Regions from separate parts of the Mus musculus genome. Here all the other regions are linked to region 2. Evidence: chromatin contacts called from public Hi-C and HiChIP or PLAC-seq data. All regions are on one chromosome and are shown on one strand. The core of a region is the stretch at or near the end of the contact, and the rest is flanking DNA. Distances in the headings are between cores, read along the strand shown.

What was found. Hi-C and Micro-C count contacts between places; a contact is called where the count stands out from the background. HiChIP or PLAC-seq counts read pairs in DNA pulled down with a chosen protein or histone mark.
Region 1: a contact with region 2 is called in a Hi-C map of bone marrow-derived macrophages, with 19 read pairs. The contact joins two enhancer-like sites. A contact is called at or near these places in 1 of 15 datasets of contacts at CTCF or cohesin (the NIH/3T3 cell line), 3 of 484 Hi-C or Micro-C datasets (bone marrow-derived macrophages, embryonic fibroblasts and embryonic stem cells), 5 of 115 datasets of contacts at active chromatin or transcription factors (the NIH/3T3 cell line, T-cell acute lymphoblastic leukemia, embryonic stem cells and 2 more) and 1 of 9 other capture datasets (embryonic stem cells).
Region 3: a contact with region 2 is called in an H3K27ac HiChIP or PLAC-seq map of heart atrium, with 5 times the contacts expected there. The contact joins two enhancer-like sites. A contact is called at or near these places in 3 of 115 datasets of contacts at active chromatin or transcription factors (embryonic stem cells, extraembryonic endoderm stem cells and heart atrium) and 1 of 9 other capture datasets (embryonic stem cells).
Region 4: a contact with region 2 is called in a Hi-C map of bone marrow-derived macrophages, with 12 read pairs. The contact joins two enhancer-like sites. A contact is called at or near these places in 4 of 484 Hi-C or Micro-C datasets (adipose-derived mesenchymal stem cells, bone marrow-derived macrophages and epidermal suprabasal cells), 2 of 115 datasets of contacts at active chromatin or transcription factors (embryonic stem cells and fibro-adipogenic progenitors) and 1 of 9 other capture datasets (embryonic stem cells).
Region 5: a contact with region 2 is called in a Hi-C map of cortical neurons, with 4 times the contacts expected there. The contact joins two enhancer-like sites. A contact is called at or near these places in 7 of 484 Hi-C or Micro-C datasets (adipose-derived mesenchymal stem cells, bone marrow-derived macrophages, cortical neurons and 2 more), 3 of 115 datasets of contacts at active chromatin or transcription factors (SST interneurons, embryonic stem cells and trophoblast stem cells) and 1 of 9 other capture datasets (embryonic stem cells).
Region 6: a Hi-C map of cortical neurons shows a contact between it and region 2, with 4 times the contacts expected there. The contact joins two enhancer-like sites. A contact is called at or near these places in 4 of 484 Hi-C or Micro-C datasets (cerebral cortex, cortical neurons and forebrain).
Region 7: a contact with region 2 is called in a Hi-C map of cortical neurons, with 4 times the contacts expected there. The contact joins two enhancer-like sites. A contact is called at or near these places in 58 of 484 Hi-C or Micro-C datasets (the AML12 cell line, B cells, ECoMG myeloid progenitors and 35 more), 6 of 115 datasets of contacts at active chromatin or transcription factors (embryonic stem cells, extraembryonic endoderm stem cells, large pre-B cells and 2 more) and 1 of 9 other capture datasets (embryonic stem cells).

The regions. Positions count from the first base shown.
Region 1 is chr13:110,598,773-110,602,878 of GRCm38.p6, reverse strand. No RefSeq gene overlaps it. Among named protein-coding and RNA genes, the nearest start is that of Gm33045, 26 kb to the left of the region's middle. Within about 2 kb of position 2,703, at least 34 of the 459 cell types and tissues checked have an H3K27ac peak or open chromatin away from gene starts, as enhancers often do. A contact at or near this core is called in bone marrow-derived macrophages, where this site is marked.
Region 2 is chr13:110,966,106-110,970,029 of GRCm38.p6, reverse strand. No RefSeq gene overlaps it. Among named protein-coding and RNA genes, the nearest start is that of 4930526H09Rik, 64 kb to the right of the region's middle. Within about 2 kb of position 1,814, at least 130 of the 459 cell types and tissues checked have an H3K27ac peak or open chromatin away from gene starts, as enhancers often do. A contact at or near this core is called in bone marrow-derived macrophages, brain, cerebral cortex and 3 more, where this site is marked.
Region 3 is chr13:111,367,711-111,371,865 of GRCm38.p6, reverse strand. No RefSeq gene overlaps it. Among named protein-coding and RNA genes, the nearest start is that of Actbl2, 110 kb to the right of the region's middle. Within about 2 kb of position 1,760, at least 3 of the 459 cell types and tissues checked have an H3K27ac peak or open chromatin away from gene starts, as enhancers often do. A contact at or near this core is called in heart atrium, where this site is marked.
Region 4 is chr13:110,469,336-110,473,445 of GRCm38.p6, reverse strand. No RefSeq gene overlaps it. Among named protein-coding and RNA genes, the nearest start is that of Plk2, 76 kb to the right of the region's middle. Within about 2 kb of position 1,710, at least 14 of the 459 cell types and tissues checked have an H3K27ac peak or open chromatin away from gene starts, as enhancers often do. A contact at or near this core is called in bone marrow-derived macrophages, where this site is marked.
Region 5 is chr13:110,490,190-110,494,432 of GRCm38.p6, reverse strand. No RefSeq gene overlaps it. Among named protein-coding and RNA genes, the nearest start is that of Gm32990, 76 kb to the left of the region's middle. Within about 2 kb of position 1,567, at least 43 of the 459 cell types and tissues checked have an H3K27ac peak or open chromatin away from gene starts, as enhancers often do. A contact at or near this core is called in cortical neurons and neural progenitor cells, where this site is marked.
Region 6 is chr13:111,309,213-111,313,538 of GRCm38.p6, reverse strand. No RefSeq gene overlaps it. Among named protein-coding and RNA genes, the nearest start is that of Actbl2, 56 kb to the right of the region's middle. Within about 2 kb of position 2,953, at least 39 of the 459 cell types and tissues checked have an H3K27ac peak or open chromatin away from gene starts, as enhancers often do. A contact at or near this core is called in cerebral cortex and cortical neurons, where this site is marked.
Region 7 is chr13:111,392,951-111,396,712 of GRCm38.p6, reverse strand. No RefSeq gene overlaps it. Among named protein-coding and RNA genes, the nearest start is that of Gpbp1, 95 kb to the left of the region's middle. Within about 2 kb of position 2,117, at least 13 of the 459 cell types and tissues checked have an H3K27ac peak or open chromatin away from gene starts, as enhancers often do. A contact at or near this core is called in brain, cerebral cortex and cortical neurons, where this site is marked.

The DNA of each region.
Region 1 (4,106 bases), core at 1,454-3,953, 370 kb after region 2:
CTCTGGGTTGTTCCCACATGTGTTGTCTGTGTATTTTCTAGTGTAGAACTACAGAGCCAATAAACCAAGTAGTGCTGACCACTTGGGGCTACAGGCTCAAAAGAAAAGACAGTAACTCTCCCAGATTAGTGGAAAGGACTGACAGTCGATTCTACTCTTTCCCACTGAAACCATCCAAATTGTGGGCCAAAACTGTCCATTGTGATTCAGAACTGATCTGGGAAATTAAATATTACACAGAGATAATCTTTTACATTTTGTTTGGGCGTTTTCCTGAGTACAGTTGTGAGATTTGTGTTCAGAACTTAGAACTCTTGTTATTTGCTCTCCGTTGAACACCTGCTCCGTCCCAGGTCAGAGTCAGGTCTTGAAATCAGGAAGCCAAAGAGGACACTATGTGTCTGTCGTTAGGGAGATCAGCGTTTTGAAAAAGGTTCATTGATGAATATGAATCATTTCATTATAAGATTCACATCACTGAGAGCTTGTGCCCTGAGAGACTTTACTTAGTGAGGCCTGGAGGGAAGACTGCGAAATCAGGCCACTGTTGAAAGACAACAAGAGATGAGACGTCTTTGAGGAGGGAAGAGTCAATTGAAGCACAGGGATGGTTTTAGCATAAGTGAATATTTGCAAACATAAGAATAAGCAAGGGAATCATTTGAAATGAAGCTGTCAAAGTGGCAAAGGACCATCTTATGCCAAGGAGTGTGGGTCCTTTACTGGGCACAGCAGGCAGCCGCTGAAGGGTTCTAAGGAAGTGTCACAATCAAATCAGTCATTTAGAAACTCGGTTGTTTAGGGAAGATACATTGTTCTGAGGAAATTATGGGGATAGGATAAGAGATGAGACCATTGTGGGGGGGGGAAGACAGGAAAAAGAACTGATTGGTTTGGCAATATCAGCACTACGTGATTGTGCGTACAGTCGAGGACTATATAATGCTTATATGGGTGACAGGAAAGCTTGCCCATGTCTTCTGAGAAGCAGGTCTGCACTAGTAGAGGGAACGTTTCAATTCTGCACACAGTTGAAGCATAGCCCTGAGTCCAGCTGTATGGGAAGTGCTGCGCGGGATCTGATGATTTAGCCACTATATATGTTTCTAGAAACTTGGGCTTTGAGAAAAAAAGACAAAATGATGTTCTTTCTTCTTTATTTGCCTATTCAGAACTTGGCTTGTCTGCTAGGTAAACAAATCTCAGGTTAAAGGTGACTGAAGTTCAGCTTAGCATTTTCTCCTTCATGCACATTTTAGTTTTCCTGTCTGTGCCTGAGACTGTGCCAAGTAACTGATTGTCACATAAACGACAGTGGCTCCATACACAAGCCATGAGTCATACCGGGATTAACTGGACTTACCCGCGACCTAAAGCATACTGACGCAACTCTAGAACTATTTCACACATGCTAGCACTTCAGGGAATTCCATGGCTTATTAATAATTTATAAGACTACTAAAATGTAGATATTGACTGACATAATTCTGTCTTCTAAAGTAAGATATATATATATATATATATATACACACACACACACACACACAAACACACACACACATATATATGTATATATAAACCTGGCTCGGCAGAGTCTTTAGTGTACGTTATATAATTGGAAATTACTAAATAAGCAGATTATGAGCCCCTTTTCTGCATCAAATCCTACACTCATCTCCCCTACCCACAATGTATGTATCTAATACACACACACACACACACACACACACACACACACACACACACACTCACATACACACACACACACATACACACACACACATACACACACACATTAATGCACACATGCACAAGTGCCCCCACACATATGCATATACATGTGCACGAGAGTACATATGTCTCAGTGTGTGTGTGTGTGTGTGTGTGTGTGTGTGAACTCCATTTATCTGAAGATCTCTACCCAAAGCATTCCAAAATGAGATTCTGGAGCCTTTCTTTTTTATTTTTAATTTATTCTAAGCCTTCTTTCTGATCATTGGCTGAGCCATGATTCACTCTCAGACCTGCCTGTCTCCAGAACCCAATGTTTCATCTTCCACATTCGAGTGTGTTCTACTAAAATTGTGCTGGATCAGTGCTACTCAAAGCTGCCAGTTCATAAACTGTTAGCGATCCCCCAGGAGATAAAAGAATGTCTTCCAGAATATAAATGAACACCTTACTTCCTTTAAGGGAAAGTAATGTTATTATTAAAAAATAAAATCGTGCCAGTTGTAGTTGGCTCCTATTCTGTCGAGTGTCTAATTACTTTGCTTCAGGCCAGCTGCACATTGGTAAGAGACACAAGTCCAGTGCACACATGACTGGCGGTGCACTGAGTCATCCTACGACTGCCAAATTCACCTGACTAGGCTGTCCCAAGGAAGCTGTGAACGAAGATGCCAAGAGCCCATAAACACATCACAGCCGACAAATGTCACTGAGGAAGAAGCAAGTTTGAGTGCATTTGAAAATTTTGAATCGGATTGCTTGAGTCTTCGCTTCTCTCATCTAAAACTTGAATTCCAGTGAGAATGGCAATCACCCTAGCAAGAACAAATGCGTGGAGTATGTGGAGAAAAGAGAGAACCCTAATACATTTTCAATGGGAATGAAAGTATTAGTCCATTCACTGTGGGAATGAGTATGTAGGTTCCTTAAAACACTAAAAATAGAACCATTGTATGATACAGCTAGACTACTCGTGCATGTATGACTCAAGGAGTCAGAGGCCACGTACACTAAAGACTCCGCCGAGCCAGGTTTCTAACAGCACAATCGCAGCAGCTAGGTCTGGGTGTCCCTCGGTAGCTGAATGGATAAAGACAACGTAGCGTATATACACAGTGGTATATTATGCAGTTGCAAAGAAAAAATGAAATCACTTTGTTTCTATAAAAAATGTGTGGTTCTATCTCCAGGCTAAGCCTTATTCCAAAAATCCAGAGATCACACATTTTCTCCCATTTGTAGAATCTCCATTTGGAAACCAGACAGGAAGGTAAAAGGTGACTGGCCTGCATCCATTCTGCTGCTCTGAGGAAACTCTGAGCAAAAGCAGCTTAGGAAGGAAAGATTGGGGTTTTTGTTTTGTTTTGTTTCGTTTCTGTGTTTGTGTTTTTTGCTTACACCCCCAGATCACAATGTATCAGTGAGGAAAGTCATGGCAGGAGCTGTAAACAGAAGCCTTGATGGAATGCTGAGGGTGGGCTGCCTTTTGGCTCAATGCCAGACTCAGTCTCAGGTGGCTTTCTTATGCAGGCCAGACTTGCTTCCTTAGAGAAGTAGTAAGAGAGACCAGAGAGGCTAATGATAGGTAAATATTGTCAGCATAGTTTGTGCATATCTATGAAAATGTCACCTTGGGAGCCATTATTTTGTAATTACACCAATACAGGAATTGAAGTAAATTCACCATACTAGAATTCCTGCTCAGGGGGCGGGACTTCGATGTGGTCATGGAAATGTGTTTTCCATATATACTAATTTTTTAACTCATAAGTAGGGCTTCTTTAACTAGCCTTTAAAAATACTGTCTTTAATTGATAGTAAAGTATGCTATATGTTCATATCATACTCTAAAATATGATAATTTATTTTCACTTTCTTTTGGATGAAAATTGGAACTCACCCTGGAGTTGGGGGAGGGGGTGTAGTACAATTCACGATTTTTTACTGTTTAGTAAACTGAAGTTCTGTGAGCTAGCAGACTAGATGCATGGACTTAGAGCTTCAGGCCTTGGTTAAATCTTGGCTCTACACCTTGCTGAATTAGTGTGATGTGTAGTGAGTTATTCAATGTCTTTTGCTTAGTTTCCCCTTCGGTGACATGATGGTGTTATAGCACAATTCTAGGGGTTTTTGATGATCGAGTTAAATTATAGAAGATGGTTTGGACACCCATCAGAACATGGAAATGACATGCATGTCAGAAGTGACATACAGATTTCTAGACTGTGTTTAGTATCCATATTACATAAGGGTCCCTATGACCTCTTGCCTCTCCCTGCAAATGGTGTCAACAGGGCGTTGGGCTGGAGAGAAAACAGTGCTCTTGCAGAAGCATGTTCTTGCATGTTTTTGCATGTGTGGTCACTGATACATTT
Region 2 (3,924 bases), core at 565-3,064:
CTGGGAAATCAAAGTTTCATTCCAACCTGGATATAGATAAGGGCCCACTAAGTCAGACATAACTGTGAGGCAGGTTTGGGGGACTGGAGTTGGTAGCCATCTGCACACCCTAGAAAGATGCAGCATTGAAGATGATTAAGTGGAGAGAGCAAGGAAGGAACTGTCAAAGACAACATCTTTCTGATGTGTATGGTGATTTCACGGTGGACCTCTGCAGCTGGTGTGTGTGTCAGGGGAGGAGGATGAGAAAGGAGCTATAATAGACTTTGTACAGTGACTGGCTTGAAATTAAGAATCCCTATTAGCCCTAGCTCTGCCGGTGAAGTATGAAGCCTAAGGCATGTCAGTTCCCATCTTATTTTAAAAGCAAATAGATGAAGTAATTTATGCATCGATCTAGTGCTCTTTTCTTTGTTAGAAACTTCGTGATGAAACAGAAATGACACATTTTAGAGCAGAAGAGATCTTACAGTTGTATGCTCTATGGCCTGGTCTAGTGATATTCCTTAGTTTCTTATTCATAAACGGAAGAGAACAAAGGCCAGAAAGTTGTTATAAAAGGACAGCCAGCATCACAAACACTTTCCAAGGTTCCAGAATATAGATGACTGTAACCAGGAAGATCACCATATCCAATGGTGCCATGACCTAGTCTGAAATAGACACATGTTGGAGAGTGACAATTGCTGTGACGAGACTCTATGACTACCCAACTCTTATAAAGGAAAACATTTAATTGGGGCTGCCTTACAGTTTCTAGGTTAAGTCCATTTTCATCATGGCAGGAAGCATGGCAGCATCTGGGCAGGTGTGGTGCTGGGGAAGTAGCTGAGAGTTCTACATCTGGATCTGAAAGCACCAGGAAGAGAAAGAGACACTGGGTTTGGCTTGAGCATTTGAAACTTCGAAGCTACCTCCAGTGTGGCACACCTCCTCAACAAGGCCATGCCTCCTAATAGTACCACTCCCTCTGCACCTATGGAGGCCCTTTTCATTCAAACCACCACACAGGGGGCAGTGCTAGATTCACTTCTGTCCCTGGTGATAAATAGCCTGGTGTCTATGTAACTAAAAATAAAATAACGCAAACCTCTGGCTTGGTCTTTGAATAGAAAACTGATGCCACAGGCTTAAAAACATTATCAGCAGTTTGGGTTCCATTGCACCATATGCCTCAATCCAACTCTGTGGCCTGGAGAACGTCACTTGGAGAACGTCACTTGGCCCTCTTGGCTCTGCTAGGAAGTTCTCCTAGTGGAGGAGAAGGCGACAGCATGTGTCTGGCTGCTTCAATCCTGCCCGGGAAGTGCAAAGCCCCATCGGCTTAAAGGGATTGAAGAATGACTTCTTTGGATGATCTTCCTGGCGCTCTTGGACTCCTGTGTTGAGAACTGAGGGGTGAGGATTAGGGAGAAGCTCCAAAGACATTGGCTTAAGCTCATTGCCACTGTTTTGGCCAATTTAAGCACGTGTAGGAAAAACAGAGAAATAAATCCATATGGTATTACATTTTCACCAACAACGAACTACTCCTGTTTATAAGAAAAATGACCTTTAGGTAAATTTGATGCCTGGGAATCACCTGAAGAAAGATTATTTTTTTGAAAGCTGTTGTGCCTGTGTGAGCCAAGAGTACTTCACGGCTATGAATTTGACAATTCAGTCTCCACAAAGCAACTGTTTGATCCTAGCAGTGATTGGAACTCTGTCCTCTAGAGGGCAGGAATGTACCAGATTTAAAGAACATGGAGGCTTGCACTGTGCTAGGGAGGAGCCAAATGCCCTGCTTACACTGTGTGAAAGAGGAAGGGAGGGAAAGAGATTACCCTAAACTAGTCTCTTAGACTAGGAACAGTAGGAAATCTTGTCTTGAATATTGAATAAGGTATTTTTAAATTGATGTGTTTTATTTTTTTTTTTCTTGGTTTATCTTGGCTTTCCTCTGCACCAACCCAGCTGGTCCTTGTTTTCATTTTTGTAGTTTTGTTTCGTTTTTCTTCAGATTTTGTACTTTGTATTCTAGGTTGGACATGAACTCACTATGTTGTTCAGGATAACCTCAAATTCCTGATGGCCCCGCCCCCACCTCCCACATGTTGGAATTATATGCATGTACCCACCACGCCCAGCTAAGAAATTCTTACAATGATTAAGCACCTTTTAGCTGAGACATTAACAGTAGAAGTAAGTTTCCTTGGCACAGCCCTTTCAGAGCGTGGGGAGACCAAGCCTGGAGCAGGGAATGGTGTCTTTTAACTCATTCTACAGATCCTGAGTAGCCTAACACAGGAGGATGCTCTGCAGATTAATCAGAAACTGAACATAAAAAGATCACTTGGGATGTTAAAACATAAGAACTGTCAGTCAAGATCTCTGGGATTGGCAGTCTGAGAGTCTTAGAAGGCCTTTTCTCCCATGCCATGGCTTTTCAGTTAACCCAGTGCTAGATGCTCTTTGTCTCCCTTGGAGAGAAATTGCCTTGAGAATATGCTTCATGTTGGCAGAGGGATTGCACAGGGAGGTTTAAACAGCAGGCTGCCGAGAGTCCAGGACATGTTGAGGCATAACCTGCTGCCGGTGGACCATGCTGCTCCAGGCGTGACCTGGGAGTTACCGGCAGAGTTTCACACCATTGTTCCTGCTGCTCTGCTTGCTCTCCAAGGAGAGGAAGGCTTACACCACAGCTTTCCCAGGGTCCAGACACTTGCCAGCAGCTGACCCATCAGGAAATGGCCTCTCCCCTCTTCCTTCCCACATTCCTTCCTTCCTGAGCTTCCCCAGTCCAAGGTGTGGCCGCGCGCCCAGAAGATCTGCTCTGCTTGATTGACAAGCAAACAAAACCTTCCTCTTAGATAAGCAAGATCACAGGTCTGTAGGAAATCTATTTGTTTCTGGATGGAGCTTGTCTGCTCTCGCTGTCTCAATAGCTACAGTGCTGACTTCATAGTTTCTTATCATATCTTTAGGATGTGTGGAACAGTAAATCCTAAAACAATGAGCTCTGCTTTGTAACATTTTTTTTAACAGGCTAATTCACAGTGAAATACTACACTTTGTTCTACAGAGTTTATGGTGGTCTCCCTTGGAGTCCTTAGCCATTTGTACTGTGCAATAAGAAAGACTAGAAGAGAGATTTCCTTTTTGAACTTTCTTTTTAATTTAGTTCTTTAGAAATTTGTTATTCCTGACAAGAGCTGGGAATTCAGGAAAGGGTGCCCCTTGCCACTTTTGGGGAGAATCTTTTTAACACAGATGCAACCCAAGAGAGAATGACAGAAAACTGTGCAATATTTTGGCTCAACAAGGTTGTCCCTTGACTTTTACATTTGTGTAAATGGAGAGCCTTCTTGGGATTTTTTTTCTTTGTTGCCTCTTGTATGGCTCTAGGTAAACCTGTGTGTGTAGGTATGCATGTGTGTGCATGTGTGTGTGTATGCATAAAAGGACCAAAGGTAAACTACTTCCAGATTCATTTTAAAGCTGATGCCTACCCTAAGATCATTTAAGGAAGAGCAAACATGTTTCTTCTTTTTAAAAGAATTTTTAAAACATTTTTTTAATTGTTCGCAACGGTTATCACTAATATCAGGTCTAGGAAAAGAGTATCTGCAGCAGACATATTGTTTCATGTTTTATTTCCCAGATGGACAAAAGGGAGATATATACATAGAAGGGGTTGATAGCAATCTCCAGAACGGCCTGTTCGTAGCCTGCAAGATAGGTATTGTTATCCACGTTGATCAAATGAGAAAACTGGTGCTTGGGCAGGTGAGTGAATTGCTATATTTACTCAGCATGTAAAGTAGGATTAGTAATCGAATCCATGATCTCAGATTTCATGTTTTGCTTCTTTAAGAGTACGTTTATTTTTACTATGATGTTTTAAAATGAGCATCTGTAACATGTGACCAGGAACTCAACTTT
Region 3 (4,155 bases), core at 511-3,010, 400 kb before region 2:
CCTTCTCCAGCACCATGTCTGTCTGGATGCTGCCAAGCTTCCCACCATGATGATAATGGACTGAACCTCTGAAGCCAGCCCCAATTAAATGTTGTCTTTTAATAAGAGTTGCCTTGGCCATTATGTCTCTTCACCGCTTAAATGACTTCCTCAAGGTCAGCCATGCAGTCAATAGATCTTGAAACTGGAGGCCCCAAAGCAAACTCCACAAGCTTAACTGCTATGTAACTGTGAAGAACGTAGCTCCTCTGGCTGAACAGCTCCTGGAAGCGATTCTGCTGAGGAAGAAGAAACTTCTGGAAAGTCTGCTCCTTCGTTCTGGCTCACTTCTGGCGTTAGCTCAGCAACCTCTGTTGACTTTTTACCTTCTGTCTGCAGTCGCCGTTCCACCAGGCAGATGCTTGATGGTCCAGAATTACTTCTAGGTTCAAGAGGTTATTTTCGTTCTTTCTGCTACTTCTAAATTAGAGCTGGGAAACCTTGTTCTCTTATAAGGTTGAAGAAGGCAGCCGTGTATGGAAACGTGAGCTCTTTTTTTTTAATATATATACTTTTTATTAGGTATTTTCCTCATTTACATTTCCAATGCTGTCCCAAAAGTCCCCCATACCCTCCCCCCCCCTGACTTCCCTACCCACCCACTCCCACTTCTTGGCCCTGGCATTCCCCTGTACTGGGGCATATAAAGTCTGCACGACCAATGGGCCTCTCTTTCCACTGATGGTCGACTAGGCCATCTTTTGATACATATGCAGCTAGAGACATGAGCTCCGGGGTACTGGTTAGTTCATATTGTTGTTCCACCTATAGGGTTGCAGATCCCTTTAGCTCCTTGGGTACTTTCTCTAGCTCTTCCATTGGGGGCCCTGTGATCCATCCAATAGCTGACTGTGAGCATCCACTTCTGTGTTTGCTAGGCCCCGGCATAGTCTCACAAGACACAGCTATATCTGGGTCCTTTCAGCAAAATCTTGCTAGTATATGCAATGGTGTCAGCGTTTGGAAGCTGAGTATGGGATGAAACCCTGGATATGGCAGGCTCTAGATGGTCCATCCTTTTGACATAGCTCCAAGCTTTGTCTCTGTAACTCCTTCCATGGGTGTTTTGTTCCCAATTCTAATAAGGGGCAAAGTGTCCACACTTTGTTCTTCGTTCTTCTTGAGTTTCAAGCGGGAAACGTGAGCTCTTAACCTCTAAGCTTATAGCTAGTTCCCCTCATGAGGGTTACTATCCAAAATGTCATGATGTATTAGCGCTTCTGATAGTGTACATTATTTATCATCTTTTTCAATCTACTGCACACCAAAGCTAGATACATAGTTTGTTCTCCTGGGACTGATCAAGTAAGCATTGCACCTGAACTGGTAACATTAAACAAACAAACAAGCAACCATACATATGATCTACTAGTAAAGCAATCAAATGTGTCATTTTCAAATCTCTGTAGGAAGTTTTATATCAATTCTCTTTGTCAATCAGTAGTCAGTTGTGTGAAGACCACAGTCTAGGTGGTCCTGTTTAGTGGACTAATTAGCCAAGTATGGTGTTAACTTCAACTGCCAATTTAACACAGCCTGGAGTTATCTGAGAGGACAGCCCCAATTGAGAAATTGCCTAGATAAGTTTGGCCTGTGGCCATGTCTATTGGAGATTATCTTTGTTATTAATTGATGTAAAGGGTCCGGCCTACAGTGGGAGGTGTCATCCCTTGGCAGGGATGAACTACATAAGAATGCTGGCTGGAATATAAACTGGTTTGTGAGCCAGCTGGCAAGCATCACCATCCATTGTTCCTACTACATGGTCAGAGGTATTGCTGCTGCGTAGAGTAGCAATTAGGTCTGCTTTCAACTTCCTGATTGAGTTCCTCCCTTGACTTCGCTCATGATGGTTTGTGATCTGGGAGTGTATGCTGAAATGAACTCTTCTACATTCCTCTTGGTCAGTGTGCTTTATCTTAGCAACAGAGGTGAAAACTACTGGTTTTATTTTTTATTATAACACAAAGAGCCCACAGCTATTTCTAATTTTAAAATGTGTGGCAACTCTTCACTTTCAACATTGGGAAACAATGGCATGCATTATTGATTCTTAATATTAGAAGTTCTGCAATGCATAAGTAATTTGGAGATAATATCGCTTAGGTATGGTTAGGGGAAGGGAAGGAAGGCTTCCAGATTTTCTAAGGCAGCTGACTGTTGGCTTTTTATTTTGCCTTATTTTATTTTTATTTCCATATGCCTAGCTCCAGGGAAAAGTTATCTCTTTTTTTTTTTTTTTTTTTTTTTTTTTGGATGTTTGAACTTCCTGAACACATCTTAGTTAGGATAAATAGGTTTAGTGACTTGAGGCACCCTCAGGGGCTCCATGTTACAGAATTTTAACATATCCTACAGTTTGGAAAACAGACCTATAATAAGAAAATGCCTACTGTTGTCTTGGGACCTCATTTGCAACACGTTCCTCACATGCTTGCAATTTGGGCAGGGTTCATGTGCCAAGGTGTAGGACGAAAGATAACCAGACCCAAAATAAACCAGACTGTAGGACGAGTCCTGAATTTTAATGTGCATTAAAAATGTTACACCATCCTGGGTCTACACTGGAAGGGAGACATAAAAGTAAAGGTGATATTTAAAGGCCTGCTTCACTAGCAGGTGTTGTAGTGCAGTAAAGGCTGACAACACCTGAGCTAGCAGACACTCACTCACCACAGACTCATCTCTAAAGCTCTGGGTTCGAGAGGGAAAGGGCATGCACTCTGAGGATAAATGACCTGGGTTTGATTGGGTTGGGGGTGAAAGAGATACTTGCTCTATCTGTGCCTCTATCTGTGATTTGTTTTTCTTCAAATCTGTACAATAAAGATACCTACATCATAGGGTTGTCTCGAAAGTTATTTGGCAAACAGGGTAGATAGGGAATTGATAGGAATGACTGTATGGCAGATGTTGGGCTAAACTCATGGTTTTCAACCTGTGGGTCGAGATCCTCACAGGGGTTACATATCAGACATTTATATTACGATCCATAAGAGTAGCAAAATGACAGTTATGAAGTAGCAATGAAATATTTTTTACAGCTGGAGGTCACCACAACATGAGGAACTGTATTAAAGGGTTGCAGCCTTAGGAAGGGTGAGAACCACTGGGCTAAACCACTAACCTTTCATTCCCAATCCCCCAAAAGCTTTTCACCAAAGAAGCTACAAAGGAAAGCTAGCATTCTTTTCTTTAAGTTACCCTTGCAGCCTGGATGGGGGTGTGGAGGTGAGAGGTGGGGGAGGTGACCAGCTGAATGACTCTAGGCAAACTACTTAGATAGTTCTAGCCAATTACTACAGTTATAGGCAATGGGATGGAAGAGAAAGTCTACAGGACAGATTTCCAAGATAATTTTGCTCTCTATCAAAGGATCAATTTCAAGTGGTACCCTCCTTTTTTTTTCTTGCTTTGACTATGGGTATGATGTCCAGAACTACTGCAGGCATTTATCAACCATAAGGTGATGAGCAAATTAGAAGCTGAATCTTATCCACAATGGCCCTGGCCTCTTCATGCTGAAGAAACACTGGCAGCACCCATGTATCAGGCTTCTTGCTGGTAAGGCCCCATTTTGGACAGCTGAAAGCATTGCTAGCTGATACATATGATAGATGCTCCCAGGTTATTATAATTCTTTCCACATTAAAAAAATGTTGTTTTGTAGTTATTTCATTAAAACTATATCAGGTTCTGTTGGGGCACTCAAAATTTTCTGGAAACGGGGTGTTTGAGTTTGCACGGCACCATCCCTAGGGAATCCAGATTCACAATGACAGTGAGAAGCATTTGTCATGCATCAACTTAGTGAATTAAGTTTGTTGGACGGTTGTTGAGCCTGTCCTAAGTGCTAGGTGTAGGTATTGGCGATTCAAAGATGGCTAAAATGATCTTGACCTTGAAGAGCTTACATTTGGCAGGCAATTCAGGCACAGGCTGATAGCTCCCAGGGGAGCACACTAGCAGACCAGGCTTGGAGATGAAGAGAGGACTTGGAAGAGGGGATTATCTTAGCCCCGCAGTTTTAATCAAGCAGATTCTTTTGTCCTGCAAGCTGACTCTGGAGATGTATGCTTTTGTGCATGTAAATATATTCATGAATATAGAATGTAT
Region 4 (4,110 bases), core at 461-2,960, 500 kb after region 2:
CTACTTCAAAACTTAATATACTGGCCCAAGCAGTCGATTTAAGACAGGAAAAAGCCTTTCTTTACACAGCAAAATCACATGGCTCTGTTGCAGATGCAGTCATGGCCCAAACCAAGAAGAGAGAATGATATACTAGTTTAGGTTATTAAAACAAATTATTAAGCAAAAAATATGAATAAAATTCCCTCCACATTGCTAATTTTGGCCAGTCCCAACTCCTAATCTATTTTGCCTGCTATAAGAATGCTAAATATTAAAGTATCTAAGGCCAAGATCATCTGGAAGAATTGATGTTAGCTTCAAGTGTTTATGTTAAGCAAAGTTGAAGTGGTGAAGCCAGCAGTGTCCTCTATGGTGACAAACCGTACTGTCTGCTCACAGAACAAATGGCCTATCTGCCATGAGATAAGGCCCTTCCCTCAGGCAAAATGAAGTGACAGCTGAGAGAGAGGACTCAGGTCCACGCAGTTGCCTCTACTTTACAGACTTGATTTTTCTCTCAGCATCAACGTTCCTCTCCTTACAGGTCCACTTGAAGTCCTCTCCTATTCTACCCACAATTAGTGAGTTCTTCTCTGCATTCCTGTAGCACACGTGGCTCCTAGTCTCACCAGCTTGTCCTGTTTTCTTTATAAATTAACTTTTTCCTTGCTAAAATAAATTCCGAGCTCCTGGAAGGCATGGCTCCATTTTCTGCTCTGTCTCTCACGTCTCTTCATAGTCTGTTGCCACTGCCTAGTGGATTAAAATAAAGTTAGAGCCGAGACTTCTGGGTTATCTACCCAGATTTGTTATCTCAGAACTAGAGAGATGGCTCAGCAGTTAAGAGTATTGCTGCTTTTGCAAAGACCCGGGGTTCAGTCCAACATCTACATGGCACTGTGATGCCACAGATAGTCATAACTGCCTGGGACTCCAGTTGCAGAGCATCCAATGTCCTATTCTGACCTCCTTGGGCACCCAGCAGGTACATGGTGCATTTACATACATACAGGAAGATATTCATAGACAAAGTAAATTTAATTATTAAAAATTTGAAAGACATGCTTTCTCTTCTGTCTTGGATATAGAACTAAACAAACCTCAAGAAATAAAGGTTGGTAATTATGACACTTCCTATTTATTCTAATAAGGCCTCGTGTGTGTGTGTGTGTGTGTGTGTGTGTGTGTGTGTGTGTGTAGGGGAGGTGAGCATGCATGTCTCTTTGTGTGGGCATACATATGAAGGGGTATCAGTGTCCATGTCTCTGTGTGTATGTGTGCATGTAGGGATGGTATGAGTATGCATGTATGTATGTGCATGTGTGTACATGTTTGCATATATGTTTGTGTGTATGTGTGTGTGAGTATGAGTGTGAGAGTGTGAATGTCTGTGTGTGTATATGTGCTTGTGGGGCGGTGTGAGTCTGTGTGGGTGCATGTGTGTGCATGTTTGTGTACATGAGTGTGTGTGTGTGAAAGAGAGAGTATGTTTGTATATATGAGTGTGTGTGTGTATGAGTATGTTAGTGTACATGACTATGTGTGTGCATGTGTAAGAGTATGCATGGCTGTGTGTGCATGTTTGTGTATATGAGTGTGTGTGTGTGTGTACCTGTCCTTCTGTATTTTCCTTCTATTTGTAATGAGTCTCAGTGGCTAGCAAAGGCACACACAGAGAAGGAACTTAGGTCCTGATGTCACGTATAGAGGAAGCTACCCCACACCAGGAGCCTCGGACTTTGCCTATTACAAAATCAAAACGTCAGCACATTTGGAGCATCACATCCGAGTGGCAGGGTGGGGGTGGGGGTGCTTGTTGTAGCAGCCCACAGTGGCTTTGCTACTTCTTGTAATTCTAGCAGAGAGAGTCTGAACTGATATTACTGCTCAGCTAGGCCACAAGGACTGAATTTTGTAGTTTCTGGAAAGTGAAAGTGAACTAATTTGGTAATTTTCCGGTGTATAAAATATTGCTAATTATGTCAAAAACATCATTCAGTTTGTTATAAGAGCAAGTCACATAAAACTGCCGGCTATTTAGTAGGCACCACTGAAGGTCCGTTCAGTACATGAGTATGTTTATTTTGAATTAGATTTTAGCAAACAGAAGCGATATTTCAAGAGGCCATAAAAACAGAATCCAAATGTTTTGCATTTGTTCTTAAACTTTAACTATAGTAGAAATTCTTTGAAAATATCCTCCTGAGTGATGGCTACCGCAGGAGAGCTTGATAGGACTTAGGCAAATTAAACAAGACAAAGCAGTAACTTTTAGAAAAGATTTTTTTTTTTTTGGTATTCTCAGACCATCTCTCCAGGTTGAAGTTTGGAATTTTGTAGATTTTTAAGGCTTTACAGAAGGCCAAGAAGTGTCTAAGTGAGAACATGATCGTGTCATAGCTATTTTAACAAATCTATTATTCTTTCTAGGCTCATTACTCAGTCTGAGGGAATGTCGTCTGGTTCGCCTGGTTTTGATCATTAAAGGCAGACTGCTTACCTACAAATATGGGAGAAACAGGAATGCTTTTGATTTGCTGAAATCACGTTTAAGTGAAGGAACAGTGTTATCCTCCAGGGGTCAAGAAAGTTTACAGGGCACAGTGGCCTCTCCTGCAGCATACGGGAAAACCCAAGCCAAAAGCAAAACCCCAGATAAAACAAAATTTAATGAAGCATGTGCTTAAAGTCTGACTAAAACTTAGACATCTGAGTTCAGATGATTTGGGATTAATTTTAGACAATTTGTCTTCTTAAGTAAGCATATTTATTCCTATTGTACTTAACAGCCCAACTTCATGTGAAAAGTTTAGACATACAATTTATTCATATAAATATATAATATATATGAATATATAATAATTCATCTCCCAAATATAGTTTTTCATTTTCAAAGGTGCTAATGTTGTTTCTAAAATAAACATTCTATAGAGTTTATGTTTACCCCTATTTTGTATCTGAAAAACAAACAAAAGCATAGCAATATACATATATATGTGTGTATATATATGTGTGTGTATATATATGTATGTGTATATATGTGTGTGTGTGTGTGTGTGTGTGTGTGTGTGTATTTTTAAAAAAAGATTGTCAAAACAAGGAAAAGAAAGTCTTCCACACTTGCTACTCTGGTCTAACATGAACTAGTAAGGGGTTAGAAGGAAAACATTTTATGTTAGTGAATTTTAAAAAGACGTAAAGTGTTAAATAGGATGAAAACATAAAAATGACAAATAGATAAATTTTTAGTCTTAATGGAAGGTATTTGTGAAATGGAGGCAGACAGGGGTTAACATAGAAATGAGTCTTTTTATCCTGTCTAGGATTTTACAACGTTACTGTGTATTAATTGTGGCCTCAGGATTTTTGAATTGATAGCGTTGAGTTTACACCCTGTGTCCATGACTTATTCAGTCAGAAATCATCATTGGTTAAATAAAAATTTACACAAACAACAAGTGAGAAGGAAATGATTAAAGTTTTTTAATATAAGCATGGCTTATAGAAGATGATGCTAAATAAGTTGATGGATGTTCTAGATACTACTAAGAAAAAAGTACCCATGTTCCATTCACTGGATGAAGCATAAATGGATGATTAATGGGTGAATGTATAGATCATGGATAGATGGGTGATGGATGAATGATAAATGGATGGATGGATGGATGGGATGGGATGGATGGATGGGTGGGTGGGTGGGTGGATGGATGGATGGATGGATGGATGGGATGGATGGATGGGATGGATGGATGGATGGATGGGTGGATGGGATGGGATGGATGGATGGGTGGGTGGGTGGATGGGATGGGATGGATTGATGGGTGGGTGGGTGGGTGGATGGATGGATGGGTTGATGAATGTTGGATGGATGATCGATGAGTGGATGATGGATAGGTGAATGATGGATGGGTGGATAGAAAATGGTGGATGGATGATGGGTGAATGATAGATGGACAGATGATAGATGGATAGATAGAAGATGCACAGATGCATGGATAAAAGAGAAAAAGAGAAGATAATTATTAATCAAGATTACTGCTACTTATATTATTGAGGATTTTGGAAGGTCTGAAAAAGTTAGGGTCAAAATGGACAAGTGGGCAATGTACAAGATATGAAGGAGAGAAT
Region 5 (4,243 bases), core at 318-2,817, 480 kb after region 2:
AAGAGAGAAAAATGTACGGCAGTTCTTAAGGACAGAGAAAAGGTTTCAATCTTCAAAGCAAAAAAGGACTAAATCTAAATATAATGTTAAGGCCAAAGCTATTAAATTAAAAACAGAAAAAAAATTGGCTGATTTGTTTGACTTCATAATTTTGAGGGGCTCAGTTTTCGTTTTACTCTTTAAAATGTACCTTGAAAGATATGGATTCCTCGGTTCTATGGGAAAAGCATAACTCTGTTCTCAGTGATTTTCTCTCAGCCTCATTAAGAGTGCAAATCAATTACCATGCAAGGGAACTCATGACAGAGATGGATAGTAGGGGTGCTGTGGACCAGGCACCAGAAGAGACTTCTCCTGAGCTTGGCTTGGAAGGACACATGAACTGTGTCCCCCAGAGCCCACGTGGTTCATTTGCTTAAGCAATGAAACAGAAATGCAGCCAGCTTGATGGGTTATTCTGCAAAGGTCTGGTGGGTCCAGCACTGAAGTTTACTTTCTGGACTCCCCATCTGCATGGTCTGCATAAATGGTCTGCATAAGACACCTACCAGGAGAGGTGAAAACTGTGCACTTGATGTTGGTCTTATTCGGAACATAACATTTAAAACTTGCGCTTGCTCATATACAACACGATGACAGGACTTTATGGTTGAGAAAAACACACCATAGGCATATTAACCTTGTTTTTTCTAAGGGACCTAAGAGTTTAAAAAATATATCACATAGTGACCACAATTAAATGTAGGATGTTGAGAAACATTTAAGAGTAGTTTTCAAGAGTTCTTGTTACAAAAAATTAAAAATGTGAGGTGACACATACATTAGATAGGTAGTCACTCCACAATATATTTTTACACATTTGAAATACATATGCTATATATGTGTGTGTATACATATACACATATGCATACTATACATGTATATATAATGTATTATAATGTATATATAATATATACATAATGTTATGATAGTAAGTACATCTAGGCTTATTAACCAATGTAAAATAACAAGTATAAGTTGTCCTCTCATTTAACTGAAGAAGCGGTGTGCTCCGTGTTTCAGACATTACTGAGTGCTATATACAGAGCAAGATGGGAGATCTGCAGGATTGTTAGTCTGCCACCAGTATCTGACCTTCTGGAAGAAAAGCTTGTATTATTGAACAAATGATACTGTGATTTCAAAGAAACTTCACCAGTTTAAATTACCAAAAATTAAAAAGGGATGCCAAGTAACAGTGAAAGCAAGCCTTCGGGAGAAGCATATTCCACACTGGAAGGAAGGGCTCATACAAGCCTATATTATTTTTAAATTTGATCTCTTATGTTTGCACCCGTGACATTTTTTCCTGTTATTAGATTTAATTCTTAACACGTGGGAGATACTCTTTCACAAATCACGGCAACAAAAGAAAAGCGCTTCATCCAGCAGCAAGTGTGGCTCCTTTCTATTCCTCTCTTTCCTCACAAAGCAATTTTCAAAGGTTGATGGTCATGTGGGTTGGGAGTCTTTGACAGCATAGCTTCTGATCAGGGTGGGGGCGGGGCTTGGGATTCAGTCTTTCTAATAATGCCAAGTGCTGCTGCTGCTCCTGCTGCTGCTGGCCTGTGAGTCACACCGGAAGCGAGGACGGAGAGTTGCTGGCTGCTTTGTAAAAAGCAGAGCTGTGAATAGTCCTCAAGTGATGAATAAATGCCTCGCCAAAATCAAGTGAGACCCCACTGCTCTGCGCCAATAATTCTGGTTCATTAATCACAGTCCACTTATAGTCAATAATAGCATAGCATGGAGTTTATATGAGAGTGATAAAAAAAATGTAGACATCAGAACTGGTGAAATAAAGGATTCCATGAATCAATCATTGCCTTGTTCCGTGTGCGATTGTTCCAAAGGCAGGTTACCAGGTAATGATAGAAGAAACCAAGACTTACACAGAGCATTAAGAAAGCACACAGACTCTTGCTTCCGTGCTTCACCTCTCCCCTCCTACCTTCTCTCCTCTCTCCATGTGGCCATAGCTGGCCTCTGCTTCTCTATTCTTTTCTCTCTCTTTCTGCCTTCCTACAAGAAATGCCTTAAAACCAAAAAAGAAAGAAAGAAAAAGAAAATGAAAGCACACAGAAAAGACAGCTAACTCAATCTTAGATGTGATAACTTCTTCCCGGTCATCACTATTCATGTCCTATCCAGACACTAACAAGTTTACACCTGTTAAACCCAGGGAAATACTTTGGCCTAAGTCAAGTTTCAAAGGGATACATTCAGCAGGCATTCCTTTCTGCCTATGGAGCTAATGCATGCATAGTTTCCAGTGTTGAACAATAGTTCAGTATGTTCTTGAAAACCAGGACAACCTGGGACTTGATTTTATAAAAAAAAAAAAATTATATACAAGATTCAAATGTGTCTTCTTAGAACAATGTCCAGAATCACAAAATACGCTGTGACCATGGTTACTCAAGATGCTTGTTTGTGTGCTAGCTAAGCAAGAGCACGGGAATATCCATGGTTGCTCTTTTCTCTTCATCCCAAAATTTCCAAGTAAACAGAATTTTTATTTTTTTTACCTGTTTTGCCTTTAAGTCATTGACCTAGATATTAAAACTCCATGCAAAAAGCAGCAGGGAATTCTTAACCAAACCAGGCATCTAAGAAAATCCACACATACATGCATACATACATACATACATGGGATACATACATATACATGGGTGCACGTAAGTTATCCTAAATATCTGTTACTGAAACTTTCGTGAAAATGTTTAAATGTCTTTCTATTTTATATCTACCCAATGCAATGGGAAATTACTGATTACAATTTCATAAAATGTATCTGAATTTGCCTCTTGCTAGTGAAAAGTTTACATAATGTGGTGGTTTGAAGGAATGGCCCCCTTGGACTTATGTGTTAGAATGCTTGGCCCAGAGGAGTGGCACTATTAGGAGGTGTGACTTTGTTAGAGGAAGTGTGTCATTGTGGAGGTGGGCTTTGAGGTCTCATGTCCTCAAGTGTGACAGTCTCCTTCTGCTGCCTGTAAATCAAGATGTAGAACCCCCAGCTCCTTCTCCAGGACCACATCTGCCTGAGAGGCACTTTGCTCCCCACCGTGCCAATTATGCAACTAAACCTCTAAAACTGTAAGCCAGCCCCAAGGAAATGTTTTCCTTTATAAGAGTTGCTTTGGTCATGGTGTTTAGTCACAGCAATATAAGCCCTAACTAAGACACATAGTAAATTCAAACTCTTAAAAGAAAGACACCTTGAAATTGCCGTGTGCACATTTGAAGGCAAAGTCAAATCACTTTTCTGTGTGGTTTTGGACTTGTATGTACACACATATGTGGGTGTGTGCACACAGGCAAGCAGGTGCACATGAATATGTGTGTGCATACAGAGGCCATAAGTTGATATTGCATGTGTTCTTCTGTCACTCTCTACCTTGTCTTCTGAGACACAGTCTCTTGCAGAACCTGGAGTGTGCAGTTCTACAAGACTCCCTGCCAATCATCACTAGGGAGGCCACTGTCTCCCTCTACCACACTGGGACTATACACATGTGCCATAGTGCCCTGCTTTTTATATGGGAGATGAGGATCCCAAGTCAGAGCCTCGCCCTTATGTAAGTAGACTTTACCAACTACACCATTTCCCAAGCCCCCGACATCAAATCATTACAGTCACCCCCAAAATAGTATTTGTGCAGTTAATTTGTTTTTAAGTAACAAGAATATTCCACATTTCAACTTAATGTTGAAAGGGATTGTAAGAATACCTAGAATATGACTATCATGCTCATTAACAGCCCACGTCAACACACATATGGGTTCTTAGCCGAAAAGAAGGTGAATGGATGTTGTGATTTCCACTGTCCCTTTCTGAAGAGCGGCATCAGTGCCTGCTCTGCTTCTCCAGGTAAGGATTACTCACTTCCTCTGACATCTTCAAATTCTCCTAAACACCAGGTGACATCATCTGTTGCTGTGGCAACTTCTCAAACTTCATCAAAAGCTTCCAGATGAAAGCATTCTGTAACAACCTCATTTGCCACAGCCTAGAGCTTCTGTGCTCCGCTTCTGAAGTTCCTGTTTAGAAAGCCTAGGTTGTGATGTTGCCAACCAGCAATCCATTAAAATATATTAAGCAATCACTCACCTCCCTTAATGGCCCAGCTACAGACATTTGCTTCCTGCTGGGATCAGAAAGTGCCCCAGCTCTAGAAACTGGGAGTTATTTTCTATGGCA
Region 6 (4,326 bases), core at 1,704-4,203, 340 kb before region 2:
GGAACAACAGTGTGAACTAACCAGTATCCTCAGAGCTAGTGTCTCTAGCTGCCTATGTAGCAGAAGATGGCCTAGTCAGCCATCATTGGGAAGAGAGGCCCCTTTTTCTTGCAAACTTTATATGCCTCAGTACAGGGGAATGCCAGGGCCAAGAAGTGGGAGTGGTGGTAGGGGAGCAGGGAAGGGAGGAGGGTATAGGGGACTTTTGGGATAGCATTTTACATTTGAAATGTAAATGAAGAAAATATCTAATAAAAAATCTGAAAAAAAGTTAAAATATAGCTACTATGTGACCTAGCTATATTCTCACTGTGCATACTTAAAGGAATGCATGTCAGTGTTCCACAGATATTCTTGTGCATCCCTGTCCACGTAGCAATGTTGCCTAGCAACAGATGAATGGATGAAATGCTATACATGAACAATAGGTAATGGATTTTACTCAGCCATAAAGAAAAGCGTGGCTATGCACTTTCAAGGACAATGGTTAGAGTTAGAGATCCTTCTACTAAGTAAATAAGCCAGACTCAGGAACATAGAGATCACATTCTTTTCCTCTCAAATGTGGGGGTTTTTATTTAAAAAAAAAAGATAAGGCATAAAAGTTGAAGGGAACTATTTAAGAATAGGACGAGCACCAGAGGGAGGAAAATGTGTTGTAAGGGTGGGCCGTGGGGACAATATCATCAAAATAGATGGCATGGCATGCATGTATGAAAATGTCACCATTTGTGCAATGAGCATATCCTAAAACCCAAGATCAATAACTTTAAAAGTAAAGTAGACTTCTAGAAAAATATAAAAAATAAATGATAGCATTGCTGTGCTAACCATGTATTCCCTCTGACATTATAGGATACAACATGCTTTTCAAATTATTTCTAGTCAATTCTTCTGTTTCTAAAAGTCTTAATTTTTGATATTATAATCATGTTAATTCTCATTTCTATTTTTTCCATTCATACTCTCTGATATACTTCTCTTTGCTCTTTCAATGTATAGTCTCTTTTAATTGTTGTTACACACACACACACACACACACACACACACACACACACACACACACACACTCACATGTTTTCATAGGCTAACCATTTGATACTTGATAAACAATTGGTGTGCTCTTTCCTGGGAAAGACTACTTTTCCCACTTTCACATTCCTTAGTTGCCTGTAGTTCTTTGTGTAGGGATGGACGGAGCTCCTGGACTTTGTCCTGTCTATGTTCGTGTGTCTATTATAATGACAAGTTTACCCTCATTCACCCCATGTTTAGGCAGCCATGTTAGCAAAACTATGGTGGTAACTTCTGACATTCTTACGAGATTCAATCTCTCAATAAATTTCCATTCCTCTGGCTCTGAAAATCTTTCTGCTTTCTCTTTCACAGTGTGCTCTGAGCCTTAGGTGCAGGAATTGTGTTGTAGATGTATCAGTTTTGACTGTGTGCCACAACTCTGCGTTTTGAATGGTTGTGGTTTTCTGTAATGGTCTCCATCTGTTGCAAAGAGAAGATTCCTTGGTGAAGGATGAAGAATACACTTATCTGTGAGTATAATGACAAATATTTAGAGTGCAGTTAGAGATTACACTGGTTTATTTAGTAAAGTAGCAGTTAGTTGTCGTTTCCTTCAAGGTTCATGACTTAATAGCCCTGGATGACTGGCTAGGTTTCTAAAACCTAGCATGATTTTCCTCTTGGTGAGTGTATTTTAAGCCAGATTAGAGAACTGTTGGTTGCCACCAAGGCATGTGTGCCACTATTGCTCCCTTAGGGCTATTGTGCTGTGCAGTTCACTATTGTTTATGGACATAATAGCTGGGTAGGACTGTTGTCTGGGTAGGACTGTTGGTTGCTTCCCTTTTTTGGATTTCTGCATGATGCTGTCTGGTACCATGAAAGCTATTTCTCAGAGAGGAAGTTTTCAAGTCAGTTCCAGCTCAAGGTCTCTGGATTTGCTTTCATGCACACATGGTGTCTTCAGAAATGGACTTATCTTTCTCTCCTGGGAGGCAGGCAGGAGGAACAGCAATGTCCTGTAATGATTTGGGAGTCTCTTGGACAACCCTGACTAACAATTCAAATGAGGGACTTCACATGCTTGGTATTAGGGTTTCTTAAAGATTTATTCATTTCATTTATATGAATACATTGTAGCTGTCTTCAGACACACCAGAAGAGGGCATCAGATCCTATCACAGATGGCTGTGAGTCACCATGTGGTTGCTGGGAATTGAACTTAGGACCTCTGGAAGAGCAGTCAGTGCTCTTAACCGATGAGCCACCTCACCACCCCGGTATTAGCGTTTCTGTTAGATGGTCTTTGGTTAGATTGGCACCCAGGACATTTACTTAAACTGTAAATGCATATTTATATCCTGACTTATGTGTATTTTTAAAATATTTTAGGTAGATAGTTAATAGTATGACCCCTTTCCTTACTTTTCTAGACATCATCAGTGTTATTTTACTCTCTTCCCTTCTTCTGTATTTATCTCCTTCCCTCCTCCCTAATTAAAGCATCCCTATTGTCTTCCCATTTCATCATCAGATCACTTCTGCCTTGCTATTCCCCTCACACTCCAGGGATGGTCCTGATTTACTTTCCTGGTTTCTATAGTTACTTCAGGATATGGACTCCTATCTGAAGATTGGAGCCTTAGAAGAGAGAGAACACATCTACTGCCCCTGACCAGATGATCGGAGCCTATGCCTTGTCTTGAATATCAGTTCTGAGGATGCAGAAGACCTGCTGTCTCTTCCTGGGTATCAGTTCCCAGAAGACTCTGAATTTCCAGTAATAAAAACCAAGATGGTAGTAGTAGGAGTAGTCTGGGACAGAATTTGATTTTTTCCCCCCTCAGTCTAATTATTAACCACCTTCCGGAAAATAGAAGGCGGTTGTTCCCATGGTAACAAAAGCCCCATGGCCAGAAAGCATTCAGCACCCTGACATTTATAGCAGGCTCTGCACTGTGCCAACTCGCTGATGCTGGAAGCCAAGAATCGGGACCCAATATGTCTTCCTGGAAGGAAAATTTTACTTTCCAGTTCTTCTTTCTCCATAGTTCTTCTAAAGGATTCTGTCTGGTGCTGTCTTATTTGTCTTCCAGCTACCTCCTCCACCCCCGACCCCTTCCCCTACATCCCAGTGTCTGCACATTTCCAGAGCTAGTCACATTCTCCGTGCATCATCCTGTGTGAATCTAGATTCACGGTCCTCATAGTTGTCAGTGAATCATTCAAGGTGCACTTTTAGCTCACAGTTGAATAACGCCAGAGGAATAAAAAAAGATTCTATTATTAATTCTCTTGAGCCATCCTCTGGGTGACTTGTTATCCAGAAGTCACACTCATCTGGCTGCTCTTTATTTTCCTTCATTTAAAAACAGCGAAACACTTCTGAGTCTGTTCATTCCATTTTGATTGCTTCTAATGATGCTTTCATTGTTTCAGAGCCTGCGAGTGAGCACCGTGCCTAGCCCACTTGCAGATTCCACCCGTTGCAAATGTCACGCTATTATTAGTATCTTCAGCTCTCCTGAATAACCTTATTTATATTTTATGTGAGCTTGCTCATGGCTTGCTTTGTCTCTTCAGTGTCACATGACACTGAATGCTGTGGGCAATGGGATACTTGGCACACACACACACACACACACACACACACACACACACACACGAACACACACTCATTCTTGTATGCACACATAGACATGCACACACATACACATACACATACACATGAATCAAAAAAGACAAATTTGCTGTGTCAAGGTGGGAAAATGTCATGCATTTCACAAATGCCCATAAATAATGGTATGGAGCATGGTTTTATCCAGAAAGATTAACTCCCCAGCTCCTGCAGAGAAAAGCTTGCCGTTTTCTTAGCTCACATACACATAGGTTGTTACATATAATCATAGCTCACATGAATTGGTTCATTCTCCTCTCCCCCTCCCCCTCCCCCCTCTCCCTCCCCCCTCCCTTTCTCCTCCTCCTCCTCCTCCTCCTCCTCCTCCTCCTCCTCCTCCTCCTCCTCCTCCTCCTCCTCCTCCTCCTCCTCCTCCTCCTGCCAGGCTTTTTCTATCATAGGATTAAGAAGGAGAACATGAAACCATGACCTTCAGTAAGATGAAAACACACTATCTCTCCTTTCCTCCTGGCTCTACCCTTAGAGTGGAAGAGGGGTCTTTTACCAGAAGATACAACCGAATTTTTAGTATTAATTGAAGTAAATAGACATAAATCTCTTTGTGATAGTGTGTGACTGAAAAATTATGAATCAATCTGGGTCATTTCAGAACCTTTGCCTCCTATAGGCGA
Region 7 (3,762 bases), core at 868-3,367, 430 kb before region 2:
AGGAGCAGTCAGTGCTTTTAACCTCTGAGCCATCTCACCAGCTACCGGATTTTAATGGCTTAATACCCGCAAAGGACATATGGGACAGTTTCAGGTGGATGCTGGGTATTTTATTTGCCAATAAACACCTGCCGCCTTAAGTGGGAAGCTTAGCCTTCATGAATTGGGTTGTAAATGTAGCAGCTTTTGCTATAGGGAGCAGGTACCCGAAAGCCAGTGTGCGTGTGTCAAAGCCCCAGTGTTCCAGAGCTGATTTTCACCCTCAGTTACAAAGGATTTTGTCCTTTTAAGGCCTGACCTTTTTGAGGGCCCCATGTGTCCCAGAAAAAGTGTCCACTGGCTTTTCTTAGGCTACCCCTGAGCTGACCACAAGCTTTTCCTTCTATTGGAGTAGGTATGATTTTTGGGATAGTGAGTCCAAATTGGGTCAAATCAGAATTTTCTGGAGCAGAGAGCTGGCACGTCTGAAGAAAAGCCCTGTAGTTCGGCGGTTCTCAACCTTTAATATATTTCTCATGTTGTGGTGACCTCATAACCACAAAATTATTTTCACTGCTACTTTATAACTGTAATTTTGTTACTGTTATGCATCATATAATGTGTTTCCCCGATGGTCTTAGGCTTCTCCTGTGAGAGGGTCTGTCAAGTCCTAAGAGGTCACAACCCACAGGCTGAGAACCTGTGGTGTAGTTTCCCTGATTTTAAACTGAATTGAAGTGATTCTGGTGGGAGCTGAAAAGAGCCTGGATTCATCCAGGGTTAGAATGGCATGGGAGTTGGGGGTGGGGGGTGGGGTGGGGGGGTGAGGGGGTGAGGGGAGGTGGACGGGATCAGGAGTTGGAAGGGGTTAGGAGGTGAGCTCGCTTTTCCACCCTTTGGCTTGTGGAATCCTCCTTCAGAGGCTCAGACAGAGGAATGGATCCTCTCTCTGGAACCTGGCTGAAGAGATCTACCAACACTGGCTGCTTACCTCTAATCGAGTGAGGTTTGTGTGTTTGTGTGTGTGCATGCTGCACAGTGTGCGGATGGAAAGGGAAATGTGGTCATAGGCCATGCCCGTGGGGAGGGCAGTATATGGATACAAATGTGGATTTCAAGGTGATAGCCCGGGGGGTCAATAGCAATGGGTAGAAAACCACCAGAATCCAGAAGAGAGACAGGACCGATTCACAAAGTCTCAGAAGGAATTAACCTTGCTAAGACCTTGGTCTTAGCCCTTTAGTCTCAAAAGTGTGAGGCTACCTTCCTGCTCTTTAAGCCACCCAGTCTAGGGTGCTTTGTTATAGCAAGCCTAGCTAAGCAACACCCATGGGAATGTTGGAACTTTCTGGAAACAGGTAGAAGCTTCTTCTCGGGCAGGCTGATTGGCCCTGACTACCCACACCGTCCTATTGTCATTGCCAATCACGTTTTATTCTGTGACCTGTGGTCTCACTCAGCCCTAGATCTCCTGTATTTCTCCAGTGGAACATTGCCTTGCTGTTGCAGGCTGTGTAAGTGGGGGCCAAGAATGGAGCTCTTTGTTTAGAAATTGCGTGGTGTACCTAAATAACAGCTATGAGCATATGGAGAACTTTCAAGCCAGAGGCGTTTCAGAACTAGGCAAGGGAAGAGAGCCTTCATTTGTCAAAAAGACATTTCCTGTTCAGATCCATCACAATCTTCCCTGCAGCCTCCCTTCCTGTCCCTCCTCCCCAACCCCAAATATATAAGAGGCAGCGTAGGCCCAACAGGATGTTAGAAGAAGTGGATTAAAAAGAAATAGCACATCAGATAAAACGGGGGAAAAAAAACCCCAAAAGACCACTACAACCTCAGTTCTTTCCACTTACTTAGGCATGAAATTCCACCTGCCAGCTTTTCCTGCAGACTGCTAGATTGTATGTAGTGGTCTGTATGCTTACACCCCAGCTCTGAAGCAGGCAGAGCCAGGTTCAAGGTCCACTCCAAGCCAGCTTGCTCCAAGGATGAGGTAGGGCTGGCTCTCCAAGGTGATCTCCAGTTCAGGCGCCCTGGATGCTGGCTGCTCAGTTCCCGTTGCTGATGCTCCACAGCTTCAGAGCTCCTGGCTCTGGAAAAGCCCCATTGGAATGAAAACACCTCACTGGCTGCCAGGGAAGTGGTGAGGGAGGCAGTGAGTGAGCGAGCGGGCGAGCGGGTGAGCGAGAAGGCAAGGAGGCTGTACTTGCTCATGTGTGAGAAGGAGGTGACTCCTGGGTAGTTCATATCCTGGTTTCACACCCCATTTACAGAGTGTCCCACAGATTTCTCTCTTGTCACCCAAGCCACAGTCCTGGGAAAGCGCCAGTCTTCCAGTTGCTTCTGTCACAGATAGTCATGGCTTCATGGTAGGCCTTAGTTAAAGGGAATTTTTAAAATTAATCTTTTCAGGTTAGCATACAAAGTAATGGGCTCATTATCGAATTTTCTTTTCTCTTTTCCTTATTCATTTTTTATATCCCTAAATGTTGCCGCCCCCCCCCCCCGCCCTCTTTACAGATTTCTTGCCCCATCTTCCCTCTCCTTTGCCTCTGAGAGGGTGCTCCCTTCCCCCTTGCCTGGGGATCAAGTCTCTACAGGATTAAGGGCATCTTCTCCCACTGAGGCCAGACAAAGTAGCCTGTGCTACATATGTGCTGGAGAACTCAGACCAGCCTGTGTATAGCGTTTGGTTGGTGGCTCAGTCCCAGGGGTCCAGGTTAGTTAACACTGTTGTTCTTCCTATGCGGTTGCCACCCCCTTCAGCTCCTTCAGTCCTTCCGCTGGCTCTGCCATAGGGCAATTCTGTCCATTTTATCCTTTTGTTGGTTTCTTTGTGAATGTCCTATCATGCCACCCAGTCCCATTCACCACCCCCTCCCCTCGTACCTGCCGCCCACCCTTGCAACCTCCCCGCAACAGAGGAAAAAAAATCTCTATTGTGTCACAGTGTGTCCCATGGTGTACCCTTCAGCCTGCTTCTTTGCTTGTGAATGTTCATTGCAATGACTCCTGGCTCAGGTCGGAGGCCTCTGGCTTCTGCGACTCTGTGAATACTGGATCCTCACGGAGACTTCTCTCAGGCATCCTGATGTTGCCCTGTGTCATGGAGATGCTTATTTTTGCATATGTAGGACCTGCTCCTTCATGCACTCCAGCAGTTCATTGGTAGATGTTGGGGTGGGCAGGCCAATCTCAGAGCCCAGGAGCTGGGCCTGGGAGGGAGCTGAGCTGGTCAGCCCATCCTTATGGTACTTTTGTATATGTGATATACGTTTTTTCTTCTTTTGTTCAACTCCCCTACGCCCTCCTATTCCCTGGCCCCACACTGCCCCTCCCCCCCAGCTCATTTCTTTTCTTTCCACAGTTAGACCATGCTGTCGTCTTTGTGTGTGTGTTTAAGAGTTATCTATTTATTTCATGTATATGAGTACACTGTAGCTGTACAGATGGATATGAGCCATCATGTCATTGCTGGGAATTGAACTCAGGACCTTTGCTCGCTCCAGCCCTGCTTGCTCTGGCCCCAAGATTTATTTATTGTTATATGTACGTACACTGTAGCTGTATTTAGATACAGCAGAAGAGGGCATCGGATCTCATTAAGGATGGTTGTGAGCTATCATGTGGTTGCTGGGATTTGAACCAGGACCTTCGGAAGAGCAGTCAGTACTTTTAACCGCTGAGCGATCTCTCCAGCCCTATGTTGTATTCTTCGAATATGTTCCTTTACCCTATCTCCTACCTCCCTAAAGATCTCTTTCTCTTCCTTTTTACAGCCCC